Regions from separate parts of the Zea mays genome. Here regions 1 and 2 are each linked to region 3. The links are chromatin contacts, called in public Hi-C maps. All regions are on one chromosome and are shown on one strand. The core of a region is the stretch at or near the end of the contact, and the rest is flanking DNA. Distances in the headings are between cores, read along the strand shown. Region 1 holds the start of LOC103651197 (pentatricopeptide repeat-containing protein At3g58590). Region 2 holds the start of LOC100272663. Region 3 holds the start of LOC100382892.

The links. A called contact is a pair of places that touch in the nucleus more often than the background predicts.
Region 1: a contact with region 3 is called in a Hi-C map of tassel, with 2.2 times the contacts expected there. The contact joins the promoter of LOC103651197 here to the promoter of LOC100382892 in region 3. A contact is called at or near these places in 2 of 25 Hi-C or Micro-C datasets (ear and tassel).
Region 2: a contact with region 3 is called in a Hi-C map of tassel, with 4 times the contacts expected there. The contact joins the promoter of LOC100272663 here to the promoter of LOC100382892 in region 3. A contact is called at or near these places in 2 of 25 Hi-C or Micro-C datasets (ear and tassel).

What each region holds. Positions count from the first base shown.
Region 1 is chr3:201,596,724-201,600,932 of Zm-B73-REFERENCE-NAM-5.0, reverse strand. LOC103651197 (pentatricopeptide repeat-containing protein At3g58590) reads right to left here and starts at 2,317. Exons shown (of 3, transcript XM_008676817.3): 1 at 225-2,317. The coding sequence starts at 2,237. The coding sequence ends at 243.
Region 2 is chr3:201,230,546-201,234,996 of Zm-B73-REFERENCE-NAM-5.0, reverse strand. LOC100272663 reads left to right here and starts at 1,698. Exons shown (of 4, transcript NM_001147121.1): 1 at 1,698-2,534; 2 at 2,623-2,713; 3 at 4,166-4,292; 4 at 4,373-4,451. The coding sequence starts at 2,056.
Region 3 is chr3:201,401,849-201,406,087 of Zm-B73-REFERENCE-NAM-5.0, reverse strand. It overlaps LOC100382892, which reads left to right and starts at 1,424. Exons shown (of 1, transcript NM_001175581.1): 1 at 1,424-2,659. The coding sequence starts at 1,751. The coding sequence ends at 2,425.

The DNA.
Region 1 (4,209 bases), core at 1,068-3,567, 190 kb before region 3:
AACAAATATGACAAACCAGAAAGCTACTGCATCTACCAGAAAAGCATCATCAATGAGGATGCATGATCTAACATCTAAATGGACATGGTGATCTAATATACATCTCTCTTCTATTTTTGTGGTACTTCAATATGTGCAGGTCCAATAAAAATGAACTTGATCCAGTCCATTCTAAATATTGAACTATCAGCAAAAAAAAAAGGTTAACGGGACGAAAAGCACACCTCCATGCAACAGGAATTCTATTTGATCCACGGCTGGCTAAAAACTTGTGCCTCTGTAACACCATATGTCTTGCATCCTTGGAGGAATGTGCGACATATGGCAGTGCTTGGTTGGAAAGGCATGCCTCTAATCACGACCTCAGCTTCCTTCAAATAACCACACTTGCATAGCATGTCCACCACACAAATGTAATGCTCCATATCAGCTTCAATTGAATAATCAGCTTTCAAATTTTTGAATATCTTCATCCCCTCCTGCACAAGCCTACCATGTCTACAAGATGACAGGACTGCTAGAATTGCTACTTTGTCAGGTTTGCAGCCATCCTTTTCCATGGCTTTAAACAATGCCAAGGCCTTACGAGAAAAACCATTAAGTCCAAGTCCTGAAATCACAGTTGTCCATGATATAAGGTTCCTGTCTTCCATTTCCTCAAAGACTCTGAGACAGTCTTCAATTCTACCACATTTAGCATACATATCTAGCAACATATTATCAACATAACTGTCAGAGCAACTGGAATTGGTCTTGATGAAAAGTCCATGAATCAACTTACCAAGATAAAGGCTATTGTTTTTGGTACAAATGCCCAGCAAGCTCACACATACATAACTATCAAAACGGTGCCCAAAGATCCTCATCTGCCTGAAAAATCCAAAAGCTTCAATGAAATCACCATTCCGTGCGCAAGCAGTAATGAGTATGCTCCATGAAATAGTATCTCGATCTCGCTTATGTAGAAGTAGGTCCTTAGTTTCTTGGTACATGTGAGCTTTGTTACAGACACCAGCTAAAACATTCATAGAAACACTACATGAGTCTGGATCCAGTGCAGCTCCATAAGATAAGGCATCAAAAATAATGCCATGTGAAGCATACGATGATATGATAGCACTTGAAACATAGTCATTACCACCATGACCCAATCTTATGACCAATGAGTGAACCTGCTGGAGATCCAATAGTGATGGATCCTTGAGAGATGACAAAGTAACTTCATTTGGTTTAATCCCTGATTGCAGCATGTGTCTCACAATAACCAAATAAGTTGGATCATCACAATCAGAGTGACCAGAAATCAGAGCATTCCAACACGTGGTGCTATTTCCATGAACCCCTTCAAGCACTTTATGAGCATCACCCCTACTACAATTTGCATAGAAACCAACCAATGAAGTGTTCACGGACACACTTGTGCTGAGATTGTGCTTGATAATTTTCGCATGAACAAATCTCCCATGTTTGTGTCCATCTATAACGGTGCAAGCATACAGAACACTGGCAAATGTAATTTCATTTGGAAAAATGCCCTGACGTTGCATACTCAAGAAAAGCTCAAAAGCTCTCTCTGGGACATGACTCCTTGCAAAACCAGTTATCATTGTATTCCAACAAACCACATCTCTAAACATTATCTCATTGAATAGCTTCTCTGCCACATCTATTGCACCACAAGTACAGTATGAATTCAGCAATGCATTTGCAACTGCTGAGAGGGAACCCATTCCAATTTTGTTCATTACACCATGAACTTGCTCTGGCAACCCAAACGAAGGCAATATGGCAACAAACGAGCCATCTGACAAGCCATCGCCACTTCTCACGAGCTCCCTGAACCAGGACACTGCAGCGCGGCTGTGTCCAAACTGCACAAACGAATAGATGAGACAATTCCAGGTGACAACGCTCCTTACGGTCATTTCACCGAACACCTTGAGCGCCTCGTCGAAGCGCCCGCTTCGCCCGAAGAACCCCACTAGCGAGGTCCCCGAGTAGGGCTCGCAGTGGAGCAGGCCCCTCTTGAGAATGTGCGGGTGCAGCTGCGCGGCACAGCAGGCGGTGGCGGAAGGCGAGGCGAGGATCGGTGAGAAGGTGAACGCGGTCGGGGCGACGCCGGCAGCAAGCATGCGCGTGAGGAGCGAGAGGGCGTCGACAACGCGACCGGTGCGGGAGCGGGAGGCGATGAGGGAGTTGAAGAGGGACTCGGAGAGCGGCGGGCTTGGACGCGGCATCCCGTCGAGCTCGAGCAAGCGGCGGGCGCGGCATTGGAAGCGCGCAGCGCACGTAGGCTTGTTCGAACTGTAGTGGACTATGGGCCTTATGGGCCTGATTGGCTCTATAGTGAGCCTGACTCCAATCCGATCCATTACAGATGTTGTTTAGTTACTTGCATTAATACTTGTTGCATGTATTCAAAAGCTATTAAAATTTATTATATTTTCATGTGATCGGACAACTTGTGCATCTATAAATTTACCATATCATACTTCAAGCCTTAATCACTTTTAAAGAAATTGAAAATGTTTAATAGATACTAATTACATGTTGATGCATCATTAAAAAATATTAATGATAGTCCTTAATCCACTTTTAAATAAATTAAAATTATTTAATAGACAATAATTACATGTTAATTATTAGGAATTGCATTAGTAGAGCATGCCCCCGGAGAAAACAGATTTTGATTTGGTTTCTCTCTAGCCAAGGCGCCAAGCCCACTCGTGGTTTTTGCGCCCTGCTCAATCTCCACACACAATAGAACCAAACACACCCTATATTAATTATCGTCATGTTAACATATCGTCCCTGCAAACAATGAGTCTCGCTAAAGACTATATAGATAACTAAACACACCCTATATCAATTATCTCCACGTTAGTTATCAGTTCTATTGTCAATCTCTACAATCGATTGTCAACGTAGAACTATCTCAAATTTTCTTTTATAGACGTTTAGTTAATACTTAATACGAAACACATTATTTTATTAAAAATAACAATTCATCTGATTACGTAATTAAGTAAATAAATTTTATATAATTCATAAAAAATGAGTAAGAATTATATAATTTTAAAAAGAATCGTTTTGCTATAGCTTGGTAGCTTGTTAAAAATTCCTTATTAGGACTATTTGTTTCTGCTGGCCAGATTCTGCCCGTTAGAATCAGCTTAAGGCATTCAAACGTTTCGATAGATCTCTTATACAAGGAAAGTATAAATAACCAAATTATCAAAGTCATTATATAATAATATGTTTTTTGCTATATTACTAATTAGAAATTATAGGCATTCATACACAATTATCTCGCTGATTTAAAAATTGAACTCAGAATTTATATTTTTAGCATATAGAGGTCATAGCCCAGTATATAGGGCATGTTCGGTTTAGCTTTTTCTGACAATCTTTTCTGGGAATCTGATTGAGGAGAGAGTGTAAGTATCGCGTGGATTACGTGTGTGTAGGAAGATGAAGGAGTCTATAGGGTTTGAAATCTAGAAAGTAACAGATTCATCCTATCACGACGACTCGGCCGATTGTGTGTTTACATTCATTTTAAACGATTTTCATCAAAACGATTCTCATAAAAGTGGACTAAAAACTAGATGTTTGGTAGTCCGCAACACTTGTAACGACTAAAATCTAAATTTAAGCTGAAACTGATGGAGCCATGCAAGAGCTAGGGGTTCTAAAATTCTAGAGGTCCTGTACGGTTTATCCATTTGCACTGAGCCATGAACGGACCTGAAAGCTTGGATGATCCGGCCAATCAATTGATCTGTGAAAAAAAAAACATTCTTGGTTCGTCTCTCTTTTCCTTCTTTGCTTTGTTTCTCTTTGTATGCTTTGTTTATCTTTCTAAGGTAGTATTTAGTTATAGAGTATAGTAGGATAGAGCCGTTTCACTCTTAATTTGTTGTTATTTGGATTGGTTCCTTAGGATAGAGTGACTTTAAAAAGAAAAAATTATGTTCAAATGTCATCCGCCTCATCAAAATCTCTCGGATGGAACCACTCTCTATATAATGGAGCCGCTTCGTCCCCGCTGACCTCGGAACCAAACACTACTCAAGTGAGCTCTTTGGTGCATCATCATATCCCATAGAAATCTTACACCAGGGCCGCCCTTCGTGGATTCATAATTTTGAATCCATAATCAGTTCTATACAAACGTCCTCACAAATATGCATGTTTTGGCTTGAAGTA
Region 2 (4,451 bases), core at 449-2,948, 170 kb after region 3:
GCAAGGCTCGAAACGTCGACAAGCTTGATTTGGGTACCCTAGTATATATTATTGACAACACTATGGTGTTGTTTTAAATAAAAAAATATATGTGATTTCTAGCTAAGTTTTAGAAAAGTATATAAACATCGATATATTTTAAATATATGCAATATCAAGTCTTACTTCTTAAAGAATTTAATGGACTGACTTGATGTTTAATAACTACAAGAAGCGACTAGTTTTGGTGCAGTTTTATGTAAAACAAATTAGAAACAGTAAATCTTAATTTATAATAAGTAAAACTAAAGCGAACTAATAATTTAGAATGGAGGAAGAATATACAACCATGTTCAGCCATTATTCCTTCAACTTCCCACGTTTCTATCTGCTCAAGTGAAGCGCCAAAGCTAAAACCAAAGTACTATACTCATTCTCTGTTCATAAATATATGACATTGTTGTTGTTTTTTTAAAAACTTTTATCACTCGTCTTATCCAGAAAATAATAAATTATTATTTATTTTTTATGATTTGTTTTATCACTTAAGGTGGTTAGTGTTTGACTTAAAATTTTATATTTTTAAATAAATATTTCGAATAAGATAAGTGGTCAAAGTTTTCGAAAAAAGTTAACGATGTCATATATTTGTGAACGGAAGTAGTAACTTACGATGTGTTTGGTTCGGTGTCAACGAGGGATGGGACGAGATCAAACTTAGGTTGACCCTGTCCCTTATTTTTTGAGGGATAGCTTCATCCACTATTTTTAAAGAATATTTTTTGACCTTGACTCTTGACCTCCAAACCAAATATGGATCAAGTTAGAATGATCACACTCCATCTCTCTTCATCCATCCATCCAAACACTACATATAGTTGCCCTGCTCGGGAGAGATCAGACTGAGCTAATTTTATATTCAGCCCAACATCCGCACACAGGCTTTCCTCTGACGCAGATTGATTAATCAAGAAGCTAAGGATGGCGTGGGTAGATTAAAGCGCATCATACACAGTACAGAGCCCGAGCGGCAAGGAACAAGACGGGCACGGTTAGATCTCTGATCCCGAGGGGATGCTGCTGTCAGCTGTCTGACGGAACGGAACGATACGACCGCAGTGCATATGGGTTTCTTTTGGGCGCAAAGCTTCCACCACCGAGTCCTTTGTTTATCCTGTAGCTACATCGACGCGACGACGCCGCTCCGATTCACCTGTGCATGCATGAAGAATCACCACCGGCCTGCTCACCGCTCGCCAGTCGCCATCAAAGAAATCAAGCCGGTGGTGACCCGATCGGCCATGGTGGTCCAGTCCAGCAGGGCGCATCATATCCTCGTGACGCCCTGCATGAAAACGAAGCTGCTCGGCATGCATGTGATCAGCAACGACATGTAATCGCTCCCCCTAGTTGCCTAATCGCTTCGACACCCACGCACCGGGTCGTTGGTGACAGTGACGCGGCCAATTTTGGGCGACAACGACCGCTAGCTGATCCATTTCAAGCCAAGCGCCCCCAGCGAGCGAGCGAGCGGTGGATCCGCGCCGCGGGCGGTAAATCTACTGCCTGTCTGTCTCGGCTGGGTGGTCGGCGCCTCGCGTGCCCCTTTTCAGCTTTCGCTGCCACTTGAAACGAACGAGCCGCAGCCCGCAGCCGCGCGCCGAGCCCCCACCAACAACTACCCGCGCTACGCGTACGTAGCGCACTCCACTGGAATACTGGATCGCTCTCGGAGCAGGGAAGGAGCTAGCTAGCTAGCTGGCGCAGGCTGTCCTCATGTTCCAAAAGTCTCGTCCCATGTGACCCCTCCAATTCCAATTCCCGTCCGTCTCCATCCCCTCGCCCCGGCACAAGCTACCCGGGGGCCAGGACGGTGGTGCCGTGCGGTCTCGTAGCTACTGCACTGCATCACTATAAAGCTAAGCTCCAGGCGCCGCGCCGCCCATCTATCGCGAGATCTAGCGAGCGAGCGCGCACACTGCTGGCGGCACCAGGCTACGACGATCGAGAGAGCCGCCGTGCCAGCACATTGTCCATTGTCCGCGCGGCGGGGGATCGGGCGGACGCGCACATAATATGGCGCAGCTGCCGCCCAGGGTCCCGACCGCGGTGCACCGCTGGCCGGAGGGCGGCCACCACGGCGCGGCGGCGTGGGCCGATGACTTCGCCGAGTTCGCTGCGTCGCGGCGGGGCGCGCACCGCAGGTCCCTGAGCGACTCGGTCGCCTTCGTCGAGGTGGCGCCCGCGGCCGGCGAGTTCGACAGGCTCGACGACGACCAGCTCATGTCCATGTTCCCCGACGAGGCCGCCGCCGGCGGCGGCGGCGGCGGGTCGTCCGCGGCAGGGTCCGAGAACAACGGCGGCAGCAGCGACAGTTACGGCGATAGGCGCGGCGGCGGTGGCCCTGCGGCGGGAGGCACCAGCACCACCACCAGCTGCAATGGCTTCGATGGTGGCGAGCACAACGAAGCCGCGGACGCGCAGGCGACGGGGCAAGCTGCCGCCGCCGCCGCCGCCTCCACGGAGCTGATCCGGGACCCCAAGAGGGTGAAGAGGTGAGCCCGGTCGATCGAGCTAGCCCGCCATGCGTGCATGCAAAATGCAGACTGAAACGAGCCTTTGCTTGCGCCGAATTTCTTCCAGGATCCTTGCCAACCGGCAGTCAGCTCAGAGGTCGCGGGTGAGGAAGCTGCAGTACATCTCCGAGCTCGAGCGCAGCGTCACAACACTGCAGGTAAGCACCAGCATTACTATATATGATATATCGATACTATGATTCTATGAAACTTCTAAGTTTCTTGCTCCAACACAAATAAACCAGTGCTATCACGCATAATGCATAAGAATTGTAGCTGCTTGAGCGTAAACGCTAGCTCTCTTGAAAAATGCAGAAGAAATCTGGCACCTCATTCAAATGTGATCGATCGATACAGACATGCATGGAAAACAACTCCACATGCAACCCCCCCCCCCCCCCCACCCCACACCCCACACCTACAAACTTGCGTAAGAAATTATATATATGTGCAATTTTGTAAACACGATTGGTAGTAGCTCCGACAAACGTAGTACTCGATCGATAAAAAAGACACGCATGAGCATGATGCATCTGCATTCATGCTGTGGAGCAAAGTGGCCTGAAATTTCCCTCTTCAAGGGCTAGTTTAGGAATCCCGTTTTATCAAGGAAAATTAGTTCATTTTCCTTTAGAAAAATAGGAATCCGATGCATAGTGTGCATATATACCAAGAAATTCTGATAGATTCAAGCCATTAATTTTACTGAAGTTAATTACAGACATCATCAGACATGCGTGGTCACGATCGATACCATATAATTCACGGACACACATGCATTTACTTTGGAGCGAGCTGAGGCCTGAGGACGATGCGGCGAATAACTTGTCATTTCAGCACATGCATGCGTTGATGCGTAATAGCCAACAGCTAGCAAAAGGTCGTAGATGTAGGCTGTGATAGATCGGCGCCGTGCAGCACAGGCTGGCTCGCAATAGCAACAGCGTCGTCGCAAGTGACACGCGCCCATGTGCATGTGATGTGTGAAGACCCGTCCGGCCGGGATGGATCATGGAATGGAAGCAAAGCAACACTAGGCGGGGCGGGCGCTCTCTCCCCCCGCGTCGTCCCGGCCGTGCATGCATGCACGCCGATGCCTTTACCCCGGCCGGCCGGAGCGCGCGCGCGGTAGGAATCGAACCCCACGCGTACTGCCATGATCCAAGTGCACATGCCTCTGTGGTCCCTGGGTGGTCGACCAAGCTGGTGGTACAACACGAGCCTTGCCTCCTTGCGCAAGATCCGTTTGGTTGGAGCAGGAATAATTCGCGTGGCTTTTATGCTTGGGTGAGTATACACTATACGTACAAAATACTGCAATGGGGTCGAAGCACAGTAGCGTTCTTTTATTCGTTACGTTGCTGTACGGCGCTCAGCTTGTCCGGTCCGGTTCTGTTAACTCGCCACATGCATGGCCGTACGCTCAGCTTGTTCCAGAAGACTATCAGATTCAGCTTTACATGTGTGTGCTAGCTGGTGCTGGATCCTGTCCATGAACATTGAACATAGAAATAGTTTCGGATCTTTGTCGACGGAGTTGCTCGCTTGCTCTCAGCTAGAACTAGAAGCTGTATAATTAAAACCGATCGTTTGCGTCGTTTGCTGTGCAGAACGAGGTGTCCGCGCTGTCTCCCCGTGTGGCATTTCTGGATCAGCAGCGTACCATACTGACCGTCGGCAACAGCCACCTCAAGCAGCGGATCGCAGCTCTTGCTCAGGACAAGATTTTCAAGGATGGTAAGTGTGCGTTAATTTCTTGCTTAAACCGTACGAACGTCACTGAGTATATATACACACATATATCTTTCGTTCTTCAGCTCATCAAGAGGCGTTGAAGAAGGAGATCGAGAGGCTGCGCCAGGTCTACGAGCAGCAGAACCTCAAGATGTCAGCCGG
Region 3 (4,239 bases), core at 175-2,674:
ATATATAGTAAATGGCAAAGTTAAACATGAAACCGAAGAAAAATACCCTAGATGTGTGCACTAATGGTCTTAAAAGGAAATCTTATAATTCTCCATCACGTGAACTTGTGCACAAGTTTGCAAGAAGGATTGCACAAAGAATATCACGTACTACACACACATAGCACACACGATGACGATCAGCTGGCTTATCGTGCAGACTGTGGGGGCTGTCCAGTTGGAGCAGCTAGCACAGTTTTGTGCAGGAAGTGCAAGGGGAGGAATTTATTGTGGCTTCTCCTAATAACAATGAATTGAGATCAGGAAGTGAGGCAGAGAGACACGTGATCTCAGCAAATTAGTTTCTGGCCTACACCCTGACTCCTGTCTCTGGGCCTGCCTGTCCGCGCCACCCTTTCCCTGCTGCGACCCTGCATCATCCTATCAATCCATCTATAGCAGGCTATAGCGGCCTCTCTGCGTACGTACTACACTTCACCCACACAAAAAATTAAAACTGAGAAGGGACCAGAAAATGGAGAAGAGACACGATCTTCTCCTCTCAGTTCAAATATATATGGTACTAGGAGTACGTGGTAGCTCTTGTCCTTGTCAAGGTGTAGGTAAAAGATCGAAGGAGTACTAGTAGAATAATAATTATTTCACCTTTCTGGTAGAGAGGTCCTAATCTTTTTAATTTCTCCCTCCCTTCTCCTCGGCCTTCCCTCTCCTCGGTCACAGAGAGAGGTTGCCGAGATAAGATCTGCACTGCCTTCTTTTGCTTGTCACTTTCACAAAAGAGAGGCCGGCCGGCTGCATGCTCCCAGGCCACCAGCGCACGCAGGAGCTACTATTAAGCAGCTTGGCTTGGTGTGGTTCTACTTCTATCTGCCTGCGCTGCGCCTCTCCTCCTGCGGACGGAGTCCTTGTGCTTGTGGACGGTTCCCAAGTCCCAACTTCCTTCCGCCCATATGGCCACTAAATCTTTTTCATCGACATGGCCAGCCGAGTGAGAGCTTTGGCGCGGGGAGGATCGCATGCAGCTGAAACGGTTCGGTCTCTTAGGCGCGCGATTAGTTTTTCTCTCTTTTGATTCCTAGCTAGTAGCTTTGTTCTTTCCGGCTGTGTTGTAGGGAGTGCGCAAGTGAGTTAGCTCAAGCTGGAGGAGGACAAGAACCAGTTGTCCAAGGGCTTGGACCCTTGGAGCAACCCTACCGCCGCCACCAGCACCCTGCACTACCTGCTCCAGGAGAAGGAGAGAGCGCAGGCGCAGGAGCAGCTCCAGATCTATCACCAGCAAGGATTCAGCTACCTCCAGCACCACGGGAGGCAGCAGCAGCAGCAGCAGCAGCAGCAGCCGCCGAGGGCTGCAGGAGCCGGCGCCGATGGCGTCAGCAGCGGCGAGTCGACGCCCGTGGACGCGCTGGCCACCGCATTCGTGAGCGGCCGCATCGTGCGCTCCGCCGCCGGGCGCAAGGACCGCCACAGCAAGGTGTGCACCGCGCGCGGGCTGCGCGACCGCCGTGTCCGCCTCGCGGCGCACACGGCCATCCGGTTCTACGACGTGCAGGATCGGCTAGGCTACGACCGCCCCAGCAAGGCCGTCGACTGGCTCATCCGCAACGCTAAGGCCGCCATCGACGAGATCCCGGCCGACCGGGTGGAGGTGCAGCAGCCTCCCACGGAGGCGGCAGATGCCACCGAGCCGGCCGAGCAGGTGACGTCGACGTCGCCCTACCGGTTCGGCAACCCCGGTGGCGCCATCGGTGCTATGGCCGGCTCGTTCATGCCACATTCTGTCGGCGGCGCCGATGGCGGCGTCTCCGGCTCCGCGAACGTCAAGTCTTTGTTCCCCTCGTCGTCGGCAGCCAGCACCACCCCCACCCAGGACGAGTACAGGGGCTCCCCGCCGGACCTCCTGTCGCGCACGACCACCAACCACCAGCCGCAGGAGCTTTGCCTCACTCTCCAGTCCGCTAATAGCCACCAAGCCCACCAGCAGCAGCAGCAGTTCTTCGGCCATGTGTCCCCGAACCAGCACGGTATGATCTCTGGTGCAGCAGGCGTCCAAGGCTGGGCGGCGGAACACGGCCAGAGAATGCCGTCGTGGCAGCATGCTTCGGAGAACGGCGCGGGAGCCGGCAATGGCGGCGACAGCTACATGTTCGGCGTGCCCCCACGGCAAGGGGGGCTAGACCACCAGGGCGGGCAGCTCTTCTCCCAAGGGGAACCCCTTCAGTCCAGTGGCGGCTGGCCGTCTGCGGCCCGCACTTGGCTCGACCCTCTGGCCGCGATCCACCAGCAGCCGTCGGCGATGGCTGGGCAGGTCGGCTTCAGCCATCTGGTTGGCGCCGGCGGCGGGTTCATGGGGTTCCTCGCGCCGCCGGCCGCGGCCCAGCGGCTCCAGGGCCAGGAGGAGCAAGGAAGCGAAGCGATGAGAGAGTGATGAACGTACGTGCTTAACTACGACTACGAGGTAAGGTGTGCGAGCTTAACACACACACACTGCTAGCTCTTCACTGATGTGCTGCTGCTCAGGTGTATGTCATTTCATGTAGGAGTTTGTTTATTAGGTGATGGGATTTTCGCATTATTAGTTATTAGCTGCTGCTGCTGCGGCTATATTCGAGCGACCGTGTGCCTGTGTAACTAAGGTTTAATCAAGCCGTTCCCTAGCTTGAAACTAGACAGCCGTTACTGTTTCATTAGTTCTTGCTACTGCTACTACCGTTTTACACTATTCCATATATTATTATTTTTTCTTCAAATTCATGATTCTCAGCATGCATGTGGTGACGATGGGGTTTCCCCCTTTGGTCCCTTTTAATGTTTCTCTTCTCGCCTCATTATTCGAAGGAAGATTCTGGCCTTCCTTTAGCCACGCAGCTGCTTGTCGCCCGCTAGCTAGATCCTGATGACTCCATAAAGCAGGCAAGAGAGGCAAAGCAGCAGCAGCCGATGTAATTGCAGCCTCCAATAATGATGCGTATAATGTCGTAGTAGGCGATGGCATGGCAGGCACAGCAGGAAGAAGAAAAGGCGGCGGCAAAAGGGATCGAGCAAAACAAGTAAAGAACACGAGGCGGCAGCCCGGCCGCAGCCGAATTTAAGATCAGTTTAGTGCCCTGTAGCAGTTAGGAGTGCAAGTGCTGCGCTGTTTGCTTCTGTATGATGTCCTCTCCCTCCATGCCAATAATGAATGATAGGGGGCAGGGCAGGGCAGGCAGCAGGAAGAAGGGCGGGCGGGGGGCGGTGGGGATCGATCTGCGGACTGCGGCCGCTCTATGCGTTGCATTTGCATGCCTCTATTATTGGAAGTGCTTTGATGCCGCCCCTCTTTCCTCTGCTTTCACTGTGTGGGGGCGCCGGAAGTTGCATGTATGGCACGCCGGCCGTACCGGTACCCCCTGACAGTTTCGTGAAAGGGGGCGCTGCTGGGACAATGGCATATATATATATCAACGTCCTGCTAATTTGGCAGTGGCGCGGCGCAGCCAGAGCTATGGCTCGCCGGTGTTCGTTTCTGGTTGTTTGTTAGCCGCCCCACTAGCTAGGCTTTGCGTGCCAGTCAGCCTCCGTATTATTCCTGCCTGGCCTCTGATTTTTCGTTCTTCGCCAGTTCATGGAAGCGTATCTTGCTCATTCCCACGCATCAAATCTGTCTCTGACCCTACGGATAAAATAGCTTTGTGTATTCGTTTGACTGATGGAACACGATTAACCCTCGGCCCATTAATTAGTCCACATTAGGTCGTCATCGTATGTATGCTATTGCTATCTTCGGCCAGCGCGGGGAACACAACGACGACGCTTCATAGATCTGGCCGAATTCTTCTCGATTTTTGTTTTGTTTTGGGGGTGTTTGGTTGCTCCTGCTAAAGTTTAGTCCAGGTCACATCAAACGTTTGACTTTTAAATAGGAGTATGAAATATAGACCCAACCTATTGGACTAGATTCGTCTCGTCTTTTAATTTTCGGCTGACAAATTAGTTTTATAATCCGACTACATTTAATACCCGGAACGGAGGTTCAAACATTCGATAGGACAGGGGCTAAACTTTAGCGGGGTGTAACCAAACACCCCCTTTGTTTTGTTTTGCGCACACGCCGCTAGCTGTTGCAACGGGAAAGCTGCTGCCGTTAGAGAAAAGCGTGAAGGCCCCCCGGGCTGTAGTCGTTTGCCAGTATCATCTCTCTTTCCCCCTCCTCTGCTGCGTCGTCTCGGTCTCGGAGGGCAGCTCAGAAGGAAGACACCGAAC